Regions from separate parts of the Ovis aries genome. Here region 2 is linked to region 1. The links are chromatin contacts, called in public Hi-C maps. All regions are on one chromosome and are shown on one strand. The core of a region is the stretch at or near the end of the contact, and the rest is flanking DNA. Distances in the headings are between cores, read along the strand shown. Region 1 holds the start of NXN (nucleoredoxin). Region 2 holds the start of MRM3 (mitochondrial rRNA methyltransferase 3).

Region 1 (3,036 bases), core at 509-3,008:
TTTTCCAATGCTAAATTTACAAACTCTATTTGTTAAACTGTGTTTCAAACATTGCTTCTGTGGATGATTTACTTGAGACGTATGGGGCCACAGTATAGGCCTTTTACTCTCACTAAATCTAAATCATGCTTCTCAACAAGATTCTATAGGCATTAAAGAAACACATGGCATGCCCTTACCATCCTCCGGAGTGGAATCTAAACGCTCCCAGCAGAGCCCTTCTGTCCACTCCATAAACAGAGATTCTCCTCAGGAAAGAACCCCGTTGGATTCACACGTTGCAGCAGGCATACTAATTAAGCAAGAGCGCTCCAAAACTTTTTCTGTTTCGATTCATGGCAAAATTTCCTGAATTCGTTTTATTAAAACAGACATCTTCATCCAACAGACACACTCAAAAATCCAAGCTAATTTCAGCAGCAAACTCGGGGGAGAGGAGGGGTTGAGAAGTTGACAGAGGAGTGTAAATTTCCCCCATTCTCATTCTTCTGGTCAGTCTGCACTTAAGGAATCGGTTCAGCGTTTAATTCGATGCCAAGACACCAGTGGCCCACCAACCAAGCCACTAATAGCCACACGGACGGGTCTGGTCCAGTGCCCGGGAGGTATCAGGAGGGATGGCTGGCTGGACAGCCAGACAATGAAAGGCTCCCTGGTGGCCTCTAGTTCAGTCCGAGGGGGGAAAAGGGGGAGCGGAGGGAGGGCAAGGGGAGACGACCAAGCTCCCTTCTCGCCCAAACCCACGGTCAGCGGCCGACACCCCCACCCCAGGGCTCCGGGGGACCCGCCCTCGGCCACAGCAGGAGGTAGCCTCAGGAAAGCAGATTTCTCTCGGAGAGAGAGGAAACTTCCTGGTTCGGGCATTATGGGTAGGGGGCCGGCGCCCTACCCCCCACCACAGGTAGCCGCGGGGAGTCGAGGGCTGAGGGAAGGAAGGGGCCCCCTCCCCGCGCCTCAGCCCGGGGCTGGGGGTCACCGAGTCCGGATCCCCGACCGCAGCCACCCGCTACGGGAGGCTTCCAACATGTGGGGACCCGGCCCTCGACTCCCCAGGACATGAGTCAGGGTCCCGGGGGCCGAGGGGTTTCAAAGTTCCCCAGCGGGCGCGGCCTGGCATCGACACCGAGTTGCCGCCGCGGGAACCCCGATCCAGCAGGGTCCCGCGACGCGGGGCGGGCAGAGGTAGGGGACGCTGAGGAGCGGCAGGGGAAGCGCGTGCACTACAGGAGGGGGCAGCGGGGGCGCCGGGGGCCGCGAGGACCAGCTCCCGGGAACGCGCGACGAGGCCGGCGCCGCTCACCTTCCTGTGCTTCTCCTTGTAGGGTAGCGCCAGCCACGGCATGTCCCGCACGAAGTCCTGCCATTGCCGCTGGTCCTGATCCGAGGACACGAAGACGATCTCCAGGCGGCGCCGCGGCTCGGGCTCCGCCGACGCCCCGGCCCCCGGCCCCGGCCCCGGCCCCGCCGCCGCGTCCCCCCGCAGGCGGCCGTAGAAGGCGGCCAGACTGGCGCTGAGCTGCGCGCAGGGGGCGCTCAGGCTGCAGCCGAAGTAGAGCCCGAGCAGCGAGATGCCGCGGGCGGCCAGCGAGTGCACGTCCACCTCCTCGCCGCCACCAGTCACTAGCTTCTCGCCCAGCAGCTCCTCCAGGAAGCCCGACATCCTGGCCCACCGCAGCCCGGGCTCGCAGGCACCCGGGCGGGCAGGCGGCGGCAACACCGCTCCCTCGGTCCGCGCGGCGGGCGGAGGCGGCAGCTGCTGCGGCGTCGGCGGGCACAGGCGGGAGGGGAGCCACGCCCACGCCACGCCCACGCCACGCCCCCTCACCACGCCACGCCCCCTTTGTAGCAGAGCTTGCCTCCCGAGCACTGGCTGCGGCCGGCGGCGCGGGCTCCCGCCGCGTAGCCGAAGTGCTCCCGAGATAGCCCCGGCGAGAAGGCTGACCCGAGACTCTCCGGTCTGTCGGAAATGCCTGGGACCTAAGTGAAGAAAGCAGAAGGGGCCGCTGAGCCAGGCTTTCCGAAGCTGCAGTCCGCGCAGGCCGGGCTTGGCCTCTCCCTTCCCTCCCATTTCCTCTTCGCTCCCGAATTCCAAATTCTCTCCGGAATTCTCCAAAGATTCCCACCCGAGTTCTCTTATCCCTCCTTGTTCTTCTTCCCTGCACTCTCCCTACCCACAGCCTATCCCGTTGGCCGTTTGTACCCCCACTGATCTCATAATACTTGTAGGACTTAACCGTCTTCACACAATGTTAACTTGGTCCGGCTAGGTCTTGCTGATCTCTCTGTGTACGTTTTGTGTTCTCTACCACAAGAGGCCGGAAGCACGCCACCTCTTGTTTCTTGCGTAGCTTCTGATCCAGTGATGGGCACATGGGAGGGAATCCATAAGTACTTGTGGGTTGATCGCAGGTCGCAGTGTGGATTTCAGTCCCCAGGTCGCCGCGGTCATTCCTCACCAGCGAGTGGCTTTCTTCCATCTCCACAAATATAGGCAACAGATGCCGCGGCATCTCTAAATCGATGCTGGCTGCTCTCCTGAAACGGTTCCATAGCTTCTACCCAAGTCTGTTGATAGTTGAGAGAAATTCTATGGATTTTTTTTTTTTTTTTTTTTTGGCCAGCTGGCGAGATGCTACCCTATGCTTAAACTGAACCTGGATTAAACAGGTGGTCTGTGGCAAGTCTTCCGGCCTCCCCCCAACACATACACGAAAAAAGAAAAATTATACCATGCCCACTAGCAACAGAGGAACAAGAACGTGCCAGCTCAGCTACCAACAACCCAGTGAAAGAAAAGAACACCCCTCTCACCGCCCTCCCCCGGCCCTTTGCAAGTTATTTCTTGGGCATCCACCGCCATCTAGTGGAAAGAGCAAGAAAAGACAGGGATACCAGCAACCAGGCAGAATATTTGTATTTTATAGCTGCTTTCCACACACACAAACACACACACACACACACAAATCATAACCCGCTTTACAAGAGTTCATTTAAACCTCATAACATAACCACAAGCTTTTTGGCACAAACATAAAT
Region 2 (2,734 bases), core at 5-2,504, 170 kb before region 1:
TACATTAAGCCTTACTCTTGCACACTGTAAACAATGTTGCCTGCAATTCCATTTCAACAAAGATCAAACCATCAGCTAATGCAGTTGCTCACCAACAGCACACCCTGAGGGAATTCAGAATGGAAAAACAAGAAGCCATCTCTGCTTTTGGATACTGGTCCTCGACATTTAAGATGCATTTCTAAGGAAGAATTTCAAGGTACTCAGAACCCATCTCCCCACGCACAGAAAAGCACTAAAACCATTAACTTGAGCTATTTCTGTGCTTAGCAGTAATCTCTTGATGTTCCTACATGGTTTTGGGTTCTTTCCCGTCTTCAAGCAAAAACTCATATACCTTCTAGCTCCTCCCTTGCCTCTTCAGATCAGTTCCTCAGAGCTATCCAGAGGCTGTCTTCCACACTAGAGTCCTTAGGAAGGTTCCCAAATAAAAATTAACTCAAAAATCTTAGGTTGTTAATTTTTCTTTCAGTTGACATCTAAAGTCCCTGCGTAGCAGGAGCCTTCCAACAGCTTCCACCTGTGCTTGCCACCCAGGTGATCTCTGCAGAATCACAGCTGGAAAGGAGAATGGATTCTGAGTTCACACTTCAGAGACGAGCTGGAGCGTTCACCTAGACAGACTGAGTGATCCATTGAAACCAGCCCCAAGAGAAGTAGAGCTCTGTATTATGCTGGTATCTAAAACCAAAAGGCTCCAAATCAGAAGAGTCATTGTTTACTGGAAGAGTATTACGTAACCTTTTATTTACTATCTTTCCCACAGACTAGAAACTTCGCAAAGACAGGAATAACCATTCGTGAAAGAACTTAAACTGAAAGGACCTGTGTGCGCACACAGTTGGCAAATAGTGTGAGCCCCTTTCAAAGCCCATCTAACCCAAGCCGCAATTCGTGATGCTTCCTGAACCTGAAAACTACAGTTAATGGGAAGTCCTGGGGCTAAGGTCCGACACACGAGTTGGCAGTGAAATTCACATCGCACCACTTTCTCCTCCCTCGGCCAGGTGGGGTTCAATCACTCGTGCCCCCTCGCGCTCCAGCCCCTCTCCGCCCTGCCTGCACCTTCATCCCCAGGACATCGCGATAGAAACAAGCCGTCTCGAAGCGGTTTCCACTTTGAACACGAAGTGCAGAGCTCTGCGATTCGCCATGACCACCTACACTACCACCAGTCACGCGTACAGCGACGCACAAACCACAGCTGACGCCGGCGCGTTAGTGATGTCACTGGCCACCGCCGGCGCGCTTTCGTGACGCAGCCCACTGGGCGGGGAAGATGGCGGCGCTAGTGAAGCGCGTGGGATGGGCTACGCGACCGTTGCTGCGGGTGGTGCAGGCTTCGGACCTCGATGCGCGGCGCTGGGTCCGGGCATTGCGGCGGAGCCCCGTGAAAGTGCTGTTTCCATCTGATGAGGTTGTGGAACGGAAGCTTGATCCCAGGAAACAGCCTCAGAAGGCGGCGGCAGAGGCCGGTCCCCGGGAGCAGCGACAGAAGCAGCAGATTCAGGGGCCAGCATCCCAGACCCCCAGCACCTGGGAAGAGTCGGGGCTTCGCTATGATAAGGCTTTCCCTGGAGACAAAAGGCTAAGGTGATGTGTTTCCGAGGCTTGTCGAGTTTTCTCTTTCTCCTCAGTCCTCATAGCGAGAGCTTGACCTCTTTCCCTTGCGTTGGAGGACTTTCTTGCAGCACACCTCGCTGGTTTTTATTATGCACAGAGGGCAGAATAAGTGTCTTTCTAACAGTTCGTTCGTTTCTTTCACTACGAAGCTCTTCATGTCTGCTAGAACTCGATGTGTGTCGGTAATGAGGATCCTGTCTTTTTGTTTCCACCCACAGCAGTGTGATGACCATAGTTAAGTCCAGGCCATTTCGAGAAAAGCAGGGAAGATCCTGCTGGAAGGTCGTAGGCTGATTGCAGACGCTCTCAAGGCTGGTGCTGTGCCCAAAGTTTTCTTCTTTAGCCGTCTGGAATACATAAAGGAGCTGCCCATTGAAAAGCTGAAAGGTGTTAGCCTTATTAAGGTGAAATTTGAGGATATCAAGGATTGGTCCGACCTGGTAACACCACAGGGAATAATGGGTCAGTGGTTGTTCACTGTGTTTGTAGAAAGGGAGACTTGGAATTATTTGTTCATACTTGTCTCAGGGCAACAAATTTAAATGAAATTGAAAATATTACTGAGCCTAACCTTTTCTTACAACAGTGTTCAAATCTGTGAATCTTGTATTTTAAGTGGAAACTGAAGCTAGTTTTCTGTCATCATTTGTATTGTGCGTTTTATAGTCTGCAGGGAATAATCACTCCTCCTCAGACCTTATGTTTTGGGGGTCACTTCAAGCTTTAATCACTCCTCCTCAGACCTTATGTTTTGGGGGTCACTTCAACCTTTAATGTCCAGTTAAAACTTAAGAAAATATTGGGAATTCTCTGGCAGTCCAGTGGTTAGGACTTGGTGCTTTCACTGCCTGTGGGCCCAGGTTCAATCCCTGATAGGAGAACTAAGATCCTACAAGCCACTTAAGTGTGGCCAAAAAAAAAAGAAACTAGATTACAGAATAATTACATAGAGTGTGAGTGAAATCACTCAGTCATGTCCAACTTTTTTCGACCCCATGGACTGTAGCCTACCAGGCTCCTCCCTCCATGGGATTCTCCAGGCAAGAGTACTGGAGTGGGTTGCCATTTCCTTCTCCAGGGGATCTTCCCAACCCAGGGATCGAGCCTGGGT

What was found. A called contact is a pair of places that touch in the nucleus more often than the background predicts.
Region 2: a contact with region 1 is called in a Hi-C map of hypothalamus, with 6 times the contacts expected there. The contact joins the promoter of MRM3 here to the promoter of NXN in region 1. A contact is called at or near these places in 16 of 16 Hi-C or Micro-C datasets (blood, hypothalamus, liver and 7 more).

What each region holds. Positions count from the first base shown.
Region 1 is chr11:21,810,845-21,813,880 of ARS-UI_Ramb_v3.0, reverse strand. It overlaps NXN (nucleoredoxin), which reads right to left and starts at 1,758. Exons shown (of 9, transcript XM_027975166.3): 1 at 1,301-1,758. The coding sequence starts at 1,660.
Region 2 is chr11:21,982,704-21,985,437 of ARS-UI_Ramb_v3.0, reverse strand. MRM3 (mitochondrial rRNA methyltransferase 3) reads left to right here and starts at 1,254. Exons shown (of 6, transcript XM_004013238.6): 1 at 1,254-1,593; 2 at 1,842-1,882; 3 at 1,885-2,085. The coding sequence starts at 1,280. GLOD4 (glyoxalase domain containing 4) reads right to left here and starts at 1,202. Exons shown (of 11, transcript XM_060395310.1): 1 at 1,121-1,202; 2 at 1,066-1,118. The coding sequence starts at 1,154.